Linked DNA regions of Sus scrofa: regions 2 and 3 are each linked to region 1. Evidence: chromatin contacts called from public Hi-C data. All regions are on one chromosome and are shown on one strand. The core of a region is the stretch at or near the end of the contact, and the rest is flanking DNA. Distances in the headings are between cores, read along the strand shown.

Region 1 (3,086 bases), core at 376-2,875:
CAAGTTAAATCTCTCCTCTCAGGACTGATGGAGAGGGGGTATCTCTGAATGGAATCTAGCGCCTGGCTCCTGCCTGGGCCTTCAGTGCAGGGAGGGAGGGGCGGGGTGAGCCAGGAGAAGGAAAACCCCGACTCATCTTTGTAGTCCCAAGTGCCTGGCCCTGACCGTGGCACGTTCATTTGTTCATCACCCATCATTCATTCATTCACTGAATAAACGGTACCAAGTGCAGACAAGGACATAGAAAACAGCAGAGTTCCCTTCGTGGCTCAGCAGAAACGAATCTGACTAGTATCCTTAAGGACGCAGGTTTGATCCCTGGCCTCGCTCAGTGGGTTAAGGATCTAGTGTTGCCATGAGCTGCGTGCGGTGTAGGTCGCAGACATGGCTCAGATCCCACCATGTTCCAGTAGCTGTGGCATTGGCTGGCGATTAGATCCCTTGCCTGGGAACCTCCGTACGCCTCAGGTGTGGCCCTAAAAAAAAAAAAAAAAAAAAAAAAAGAGAGAGAGAGAGAGAAATAGAAATAGGAAACGGCCATCTAGAAGGGGGCAGGGACTGACAGGGCAGCTGGAAATTACTAACAGCAATAGGCGGCAGGGACTTGAAGGGGAGCATCTAACCCAGGGCGAGGAGTGGCAAAATCGAGGGAAGGGTTGGGGGGAGGGGAGCGGGAGGAGGGGCGGCTCGACGGACCCGCAGAGTGTGGCGGCCCCGGCGGCAGGCCACGCCCCTCCGTACCTGGATGAACTGCTCAAACTTCTGTATGTGGGCTTTCAGTTGGGCCTCCTTGACGCCCAGTTCCTCCCAGCGCAGGTTCAGGGTTTCCATTCTGCGCTGAAATGTCTTGGGGTGGGGGGCGGGCAGAGAGGTCAGGAGGGCCCCGATGGCCAAGGAGCCCGCGTCCCCTGACCCAGAGCCTCTGTCCCCAGGAGCCCACTTTCCACCCCGGGGCATCCCAGGACGCGGGTAGCCCGAGCCTCGGATGCCTTCTGCGCTCTGCCGAGGAAACACAGGACCACACCCGGGCTGCCTGGCTTGAGCTACCGCCACCGCAAAACAGAGGGCGGTCCTGTGGCCCTTCCTGCCCGCAGAGCCCGAGCGGCCCACCTCCTTCTTCTGCTCCATGGCGTGGTGCATGATCTTGGCCTCCTTCTTCTTCTCCAGCAGCCGGACCGATGGGGAGTCGGACTCGTCCTCAATGCTGGGGAACTTCCTGCCCAAGACACAGGCGGGAGGGACCGTGGGCTCTGAGCACTGGGGCAGCCCGGGACTGGAACCCCGTGGAGAGAGGCACCGTGGGGAGGGAAGGGGACCTCCCCCATCTGAACCAAAGGAATGGTGCGCTGAGATGGAGAGAGGGCTGTGCTGGCGACCGGGCAGCAAGCTGCGGCCAGGGGATGCCGGGGTGGGTGGGTGGGGTGTCCAGGGGATTGGATGGATTGGTGCCAGAGTGATTTGGGGCTGAGTTAAAAGAACAGGAGGGCAGGTTGGAAGGTGGGGCACCGGGTGGGAGGGGTGGTCCCAGGCCCCCGACACTCACTGCAGCAGCTGCAGCAGCCGCTCCCCATACTGCAGCCGGAAGTACTCCGCCAGATCCTCCTCTTCCATGATGCCCAGGCTCATGGCGGCGGTGACCTAAAGGCCCAGCCGGCAAATCTTCACGGTGAAACACAGGTGGTAGAGCCACAGGTGGCTCAGGGCTGGCAGCTGGGCTCTTGCTTCTCCCCTCCTCCTGCTTTTCAGGGTCCCGCAGAGGGTTGGTGTCTGCAAGACTCGGGGAAGGTGACCGGAGGCCGGCAATCAGCAGCTCAGGATGTGTGGGGAAGGTGCTGGGAGATCCGGTTACCGGTTACCTAGCAACAGGTTCTGGTTCCGTGGACCACAGATGGAACCCAGGCTTTGCCCTCTGACCTCTGCCCCCACTCATGCTGGGCTCTGGCTCTCTGCTCCTGCATTCACCCCTGAGAAGCTCTAGGAAGAAGTTAGGTCTGCTTAGAGGCTGCTTCCCAGAGCCAGGAGACAGGGGGTGTCCAGGGCTGGGTAGGGGGAGGCATGTCCCTGCAGCCTCCTCCTGGTCTCAGGGGTGTGCGAGGGGGAGGCAGGGGGCTGGGGCTCGAACAGATGCTGGAGAAGAAAAGGACTGAAGGGAGGTGCTTCGCGGAGGCAGGGGTGGGGCTGCACCGAGAAGCAAGGCGGGTGTGGGAGGAGGGGAGGAGGCTGCAGAGCGGAGGGCCAGGTGGTGGGCAAAGGATGCGCAGCCGTGTATGTGTTGGAGGGGGTTTGGGGGAGGAGGGGAGGAAGGACAGGCAAGAAGCCTGGGGACTAAAGAGGCTGCCCACCCCACCCCACCCCCGGGAGACGGAGGAGGCCCACAACGAGGCTCCTTGGAGGGTAAGGGACTCAGGGCTAATGCCATCTTTTGAGGCTGGCAGAATGGTTAAAACATAAAGAAATGCCAAAGCGTGGTGAGATCCGTGTCGGATGCTTTACGTGTCGACCTAAGGATGGCTGCCTTCCTCGATTCCGTCAGAGCCTCGTGCATCAGCGCATGTGAAGTCCAGGGTCTAAATTCAAGACCTGTGTGTGAGTGAGGCGGCCGCCCGGAGGTAAGGGCCGTGACCTCTTGCCAGCCGCTGCTCCGGCTCCCGGGCTCCGCTCTGTTCTCTGCTCCCCACCCCCACCCATGCCCACGGAAGCAGCGCAGCCTGGGTCCCTTGGAGTCTGGGATGTGGAGCCAGGGTGGGGCTGGGTCTCCGAGCGCGGAGGGTGTCCTGAGCTCTGCAAACCCAGCCCGCCGCATTGCCGGTCCTCTGGCGCCCCCTGCTGGCCGTCCGAGCCAACCCGAAATCCTGGCCCGGGAAGAGGAGACGTGGTCTCCCCTTCTCACCCCCTCGCCTCCCTTCCAAGGCCTGCTGCTCCCAGCCAGCCCCCACGGGCTCAGCAGTGGCGCCAGGACAGCCCCCACCCGACCCAGAACACACCCCCACTCCACCAAGCCACTCCATCAGAGAAGGTTCTCCACCAGGAGCACCCCCAAGAAACAGACGCTGCACCAGTAACACTGTAAGCTCCTCAAAGAAGTG
Region 2 (3,271 bases), core at 121-2,620, 330 kb before region 1:
CTACAGCTGCTGGCCTACACCACAGCTTACAGCAACGCCGGCAACCCACTGAGTGAGGCCAGGGATCAAGCCCCCATCCTCATGGATGCTAGTCAGATTCGTTAACCCTGCTGTCTGGATTTTGACTCAGACACACAATTGTTTACTAGTCCTCAAATGCCTCCTCAACAACCAAACATACCCAGAAAAAAATACTCCCCAATCTAATGTTATGGTTCCAAGCCATCTTTCTTTTGTTTAACTATGACTGCATCTGATACTTGGGGCAACTGATTTTCACCAAAGTAAAGGTGAAGAAAGCAGCACACTTTTTATACTTTAGTCCCTGGCTCAACATCTTTCTACTCCGTGTTCTGGGAGCCAGTGTCTCAGATGTGTCCCTTGCAGAACGCAGTCCACCGTCTATGCCAAATGTGTGGGACATCCGCTATGATGATAAGAACACAGCACATACCTGAACTTCATCGTCCTTTCGGATGGGCATGGATCGAACATTGTACTTCTGTCTCAGCTCTTTGGAAAGAGGGGAAGACATAATCTTCCTGCGAATGTGGGAAGGTGCATTGAAATGCCTTTTACGGTTCTTGCTTCGGTCGGAGGTCACAAAAGGATTGAACTTCATTTTGGCTAAATAAAAAATTAAATGTAAACCCTTACACGGCCAAAACCTCACTCAGTTTATAAACAAGTAACTGCAACAGTTTCATCTCGAACGTTTACAACGCTCACAGAAATTGTCATAAATCCTTTAACTCCACCAAAACAGAACTTTCCACTATCAACACTTGTTTTAAACTTCTTGTGTAAGGAAGCTAAGATAGGACTTACATCTACTGAATTAGGGCAAAGCAGATTGACAACTCAATTTAAATAGAATCACGTTTTAGAAAGACCAATCAACGTTAGCCTACGGAGTGTGAGCACATTTGAACCCCTCCACAATGAATGAAACCAGGCTCCTCATCCCGAACCTGGAAAACGCACAGAACTCGAGTCCAAAAAGGCGTCTGACGGGCGAACGCGATCTGAAAGTTCTGCACATTTACCAAGAAACTATATGGAGATCATTACTTCGGAAACCACACTGCACAGGCTAGATTCCATCGCAACAGGCTCCCTCCCCTTTAGCGCTGGTTTCCAAGTCCCAAAGTCTCTCTCCTCCTCCCCCAGCCCGGAGGCCCTTTGGATAGGGGAAAAACAGGCCGAGACCATCCTGGCCCCCCTCTCTGGCTGCTACTCGACCTCCAGAACATGATCTAGGTCCCCGGGATCGAGAGCCACCGTGCTCGTGAACGGATGGCTGCAGATTATATGCACTGTCCGGGGAAATTCTCACCCGCTGGCGCTTCAGCGATGGCCGCAAAAGGGAAGAGAACCACAGTCGTCTTCCGGTTGTGTAAGTTTCCGAGAGATCTCGCGAGACAGATGTTTCTTGGAGCGAGAGAGGCACGGCGTTGACGGCGGAGAGGAAACTGGGAACGAAACTGATGACTACCGACCTCTTGTGTCTCGGAGGGGAACTGTGAGGGACTGCAAAACACTTCTCCAGGTCCTGGTTCCTCCCTTGGGAGCTGTGGGTTCCACAGGTGAGTTCTCTGGGAACAGTGGTACCTGGGCGAGTGGCGGGGGCTGCTCAGGCTCTGACTCTTGCTGCGGGTGTTGAGGGAACGAGCGGCTCCAGGGACCCCTGCCCCTTCACTCCCTAGCGCCCGGCGACTGGTATCCCATTAGCCGGGAAAGAGCAGGTCCTATATTTGAAAGCAAGGTGGCGCTGGGATTCCGGCAGGCCGGGCACCTCGATTACCTGGACAATCCCGCCCAAGCCACGGGCGTGGGTCTGTTTGGTGTGTCTGTCCGGTAGCCAGCTCCAGCCCCACGGCCGCTGCCGCCCCCAGGCCGCGGCGTGTGCCGACTGCTCCGTGGGGTCCGCCCGAGGTTCGGCTCCCGCCGGCAAGAGGCCTTCCAAGGACTGGGGCCCGGGTCCTCCTCCCACCCCGCCCAAGTAGGTCCGCGTTTTTAACGAGCTCCCAGGGGACACCGAGGGTGCTGGTCCAAGATCGCGCTTTGAAGGAGCGCGGCGTGGGGAAGCCTTTCCCGCCGAGAGCTGTGCCCTTTTCCGAATTGCACTGCCTGCTCTCATTCGGTTCAGGATCTGATGGAAGCAAGGCAAGGGGGCGCGCTCCCCTTGCAAAAGGACTGCACTGCGGGGTGAGCGCCGGCCGCGCCCCTGCTGAGGGATCGGTTTCTGCTGAGTGAGTAAGGCGGCTGTCATGCTGGGGGAAGACACGCGTTGCGTGGTACAACGAGCAGTGAGCTTTCCGAGTGTTGGGGACACTCTTCCACTCCCTGCAATTTTCGCTCCTTTATTCCACCAGACAGCCTCGGGTCCTGGTATTGTCCCATTTTACAGATGGGACACTGGACCACAGAGAAGTGAGAGGAGCTTGTGCGAGGTTATAGGAACCCATATAAATCCTGTCATGAACAACAAGGTTATATATAAATCTTGCCTCTAACCAAGCCATGCAGGCTGGCTTCCCAGCCCCTTCTCGTAATTCTATGTACAGTCCCATTTGTAATACCCCATTGGGTCAAGTCAAAGAGTGGATTCAGTCAAGAACAAATGTTTTCATGATTTAAAAAGAGTTGTGTTCTTACACATGCTGTGAAGAAGTTCCCCGGGGTTTTATTTGTAATTCAGGAATCCAGGGGTTGCCAGTTGTGGTGCAGCGGAAATAAATCTGACTAGTATTCATGAGGATGCAGGTTTGATCCCTGGCCTTGTTCAGTGGGACAGGCATCCAGCGTTGCCGTGAGCTCTGGTGTAGGGTGTAGGGTGTAGGTCGCAGATGCACTTCACATCCTGCGTTGCTGTGGCTGCAGAGCAGGCCGGCAGCTGTAGCTGGGGTTCAGTCCCTAGCCTGGGAACTTCCATGTGCTGCAGGTGCAGCCCTAAAAAGATAAAAAGAAAAAAAAAAAAAAAAGCAGAATTCTCGTGCTGCAATTGATTTCAACAAATGTTTATGGAGCACTTTCATGGGCCAGCTCAGAGTTGCACACTGGAGCTACAAAGTGGAATTAGTCCAAGTTCGTCCCTGCAGGAAACTCATTGTCTAAGAAGAGAAATAAAAGGAGATCAATGACCCCAAGACCCCAGAAAAGCGCTCCCTGGGCCGGCAGCACTTGGCACTTCTGTGCTGTGGGAAGAGGAGAAGCCTGGGGTCAGGGAAGGCCTGGGCTGAGGTCACCCTTGACTGAGGTTGGAGGAGTG
Region 3 (2,989 bases), core at 183-2,682, 430 kb before region 1:
TTCAGGCTTCTGATTAGGTTTGGCTAGTGGGAGACATTTAGTTCAGGGACTCAGTACTGAAGGAGAGATAACCCAGTATGCTTCTCCCTCAACACTGTGCTTATGGCAGTGACTTCCTTCGTCTGTTGAATGCCCTTCTTCCATGGCTCCATCTCTCTTCTAGCTGACAACACCATTTCTCCCTTTGTCCCTTCAGGCCTGAAGGTGGCAACCACTTTTTGCTGTTGCCAGGCTGCCACTGGCCCACCGTACTTTGCTGGTTTCCTTAAACCTGCCCATATCTCTTTACCTGGGCAGTTACATTCTTATTGATTAAACTTGGAGTGTTCCACCTGTGTTCTGATAGGATCCTGAGTAACGTGTATATACTATGGGTTGAAAAAGTGTGTGGGCATTCCTGTCCTGGCTTGGCAGTTACCAAGCCTGACTAGCATCCATGGGGACTCAGGTTCCATCCCTGGCCTCACTCAGGGGGTTAAGGATGCGGTGTTGCAGCGAGCTGTGGTGTAGGTCACAGACTAGACTCGGATCCCGAGTTGCTATGGTTGTGGTGTGGGCCAGCAGCTACAGCTCCAATTCGACCCCCAGCCTGGGAACCTCCATGTGCCTCGTGTGCAGCCCTAAAAAGACTGGAAAAAAAAAAAAAGTGTGCAAAAAACACACAAAACCCCAGTAGGTATAAAGTTCTAAGTTTTTGAGTTAAAAAACTAAGGAGTCATTGCATTGAGCCTCAGCTTCCACATCTGTAAAATGGGGTTTTTGTGACGATCAACTGAGAACAGGTGAAGTGTCTTAATGGGCGTTCAATAAATACTTTGCTCATTATTACTGTTACTGTAACCAGCCAGAACATGGAGGTTAAGAATATATGCTAGAGTTCCCATAGTGGCTCAGCGGAAAGGAATCCGGCTAGGAACCTTGAGATGGCAGATTCGATCCCTAGCCCCACTCAATGAGTTAAGGATCTGTTGTTGCTGTGAGCTGTTGTGTAGGTCATAGACGCGGATAGAATCCCGTGTTGCTGTGGCTGTGGTGTAGGCCAGCAGCTGTAGCTCTGATTCGACCCCTAGCCTGGAACCTCCATATGCCGCACCCCTGGCCCTACGAAGCAAAAAAAAAAAAAAAAAAAAAAAAAAAGCTAAGAGTTAAATAAATGAGTTCATTCAGAAAAGACAAAAGTACAAGAAAGCCAAGGCAGCAGCGGGAGGGAAACTGAGTTCTGGACACTAAAAGTGCTTCTCATGCCGTTTCCTGCATTTAAAGTATGTCTCCTTCACAGTTTGCACCGGACAAGTGAAGCGGGCACAAGGAACAGATCTGTGGGATAATCCCACGTTCTCTAAAGGCCGAGGTGGGAGCAGGGAAGCAGCCTCGCCACTGGCCGGTAGGAAGGGGAGGGATGTCCTTAACCTCCGCCTCTTCCCACGGCGCACGCTGATGACGTTGCCCAGCGCGCCAGGATTCGAGGAGCTCAGGGACTGCGAGAGCTGTTGCCACGTGCGTATGGCTTGCGCGCGCTCACCCGAATGCCCTTGCATGCTGCACTCTGTAGCCATCCACCCCAAGCCTCAACCCGGCCGCTGCAGGATCCCCACCAGGCAGAGCTGCGCCCAGCGGGGACCTGCGTGCCTTCCGTAGTGCATGTGTCCTTTCGCGTTTGTTGGACGTCGGGCAGGGGAGACCCCACATAAACTTAACCGTCCTCTAATCATTTGAGTCCTGGACACTAAAAGTGCTTCTCATCCCGTTTCCTGTATTCAAAGTGTGTCTGTTGGCTGGAGTTCCCGTGTGACTCAGCGAGTTAAGAATCCGGCGTTGTCTGCAGTGGCTTGGGTCGCTGCTGTTGGGCGGGTTCGATCCCTTGCCCGGGAACTTTCCAGGGTGGGGGGGATCTGTCGCCCGCCTATTCTGTGTAAGGCACCATGCTAGTAGTTGGGGAGACAGCCCTGATGTAGATCCTGTCATTGTGCTCTTGGAGCTTCTATGCCACTGGGAATGATAAACGAAAATTGACTGGTTTAATGAACAAAATGAGGGAGTTCCCGTCGTAGTACTGCGGAAACGAATCCGACTGGGAACCACAAGGTAGCGGGTTCCATTCCTGGCCTCTCTCAGTGAGTTAAGGATCCGGTGTTGCCTTGAGCTGTGGTGTAGGCCAGCAGCTATAGCTCTGATTAGACCCCTAGACTGGGAACCTCCATATGCCGCGGGTGCGGCTCTAAAAAGACAAAAATAAATAAATAAACAAAATGATTTTGGAATGTAATAATTCCTGTGAAGGAATTATGGTATGGAGGACAACTGCGAGGCGCCTAACTTTTAAAAGGGTGATAAGCATGGGATGGTGACCGCTGAGAGGGAAATCAAGATCTGGCAGGAGCACCGTTGCTGAGATGAGGCTTGGCCTGAAACTTGTCAGTCAACAAGTTTTAGATTTTTTGGTTTTTCAGCCCCCGGTATTGTTCTGAGCCTTGGTAACCCAAAAACAGCATGGTTCCTGCCCACTTGGAGATTCTGTTCTAGTGGGGAAAATAAAGCTAACAATAAAATGTCAGATAGTAATTTAAATACTGTTTGGGAAATTAATATAAGGCCATGTCATAGTGGCCACTATAGAGTGTTTAGTCAAGGAAGTTCTCTTCAAGAAGGTGAACGTACCTGAAATCTAAATAACAAGCAAAAGGTAGCCATGGAAATATCAGGGTGAGAAAAATACCTTTTGGAATGAGCTTGGCAAATCAGAATGATAGAAAAGAAGCCAGGGTGGTTGGTGCTTTGTGACTGAGAAGGATGGGCCGTGAGATTGGGTCGGAGAGGTAGGCAATGGCCAGATCACATGACAGGTTACTGAATTGAAATGTTACATCAGGTGTGATAAGAAGCTATGATCTCATTTATGCTAACTTGTGGCAAGTGGAATAGAATCAGGGGTACTGGTCAGGAGGGCTACTGGTGCATTAGTCCAAGTGAGTACTGATACTGGCTTGAA

Evidence for each region. A called contact is a pair of places that touch in the nucleus more often than the background predicts.
Region 2: a contact with region 1 is called in a Hi-C map of embryonic fibroblasts, with 2.8 times the contacts expected there. The contact joins the promoter of RPL26 here to the promoter of CCDC42 in region 1. A contact is called at or near these places in 11 of 47 Hi-C or Micro-C datasets (alveolar macrophages, embryonic fibroblasts, epiblast stem cells and 7 more) and 2 of 2 datasets of contacts at active chromatin or transcription factors (alveolar macrophages and skeletal muscle).
Region 3: a contact with region 1 is called in a Hi-C map of mesenteric adipose tissue, with 3 times the contacts expected there. The contact joins the promoter of PFAS here to the promoter of CCDC42 in region 1. A contact is called at or near these places in 1 of 5 promoter capture datasets (liver), 10 of 47 Hi-C or Micro-C datasets (embryonic fibroblasts, fetal heart ventricle, fetal liver and 6 more) and 1 of 2 datasets of contacts at active chromatin or transcription factors (alveolar macrophages).

What each region holds. Positions count from the first base shown.
Region 1 is chr12:53,882,304-53,885,389 of Sscrofa11.1, forward strand. It overlaps CCDC42 (coiled-coil domain containing 42), which reads right to left and starts at 1,626. Exons shown (of 7, transcript NM_001244077.1): 1 at 1,544-1,626; 2 at 1,111-1,216; 3 at 742-846. The coding sequence starts at 1,626.
Region 2 is chr12:53,552,083-53,555,353 of Sscrofa11.1, forward strand. It overlaps RPL26 (ribosomal protein L26), which reads right to left and starts at 1,371. Exons shown (of 4, transcript NM_001243458.1): 1 at 1,337-1,371; 2 at 455-627. The coding sequence starts at 622. It also overlaps a transcript of NDEL1 not described here.
Region 3 is chr12:53,456,969-53,459,957 of Sscrofa11.1, forward strand. It overlaps PFAS (phosphoribosylformylglycinamidine synthase), which reads left to right and starts at 1,433. Exons shown (of 33, transcript XM_003358276.4): 1 at 1,433-1,497. The coding sequence starts at 1,438.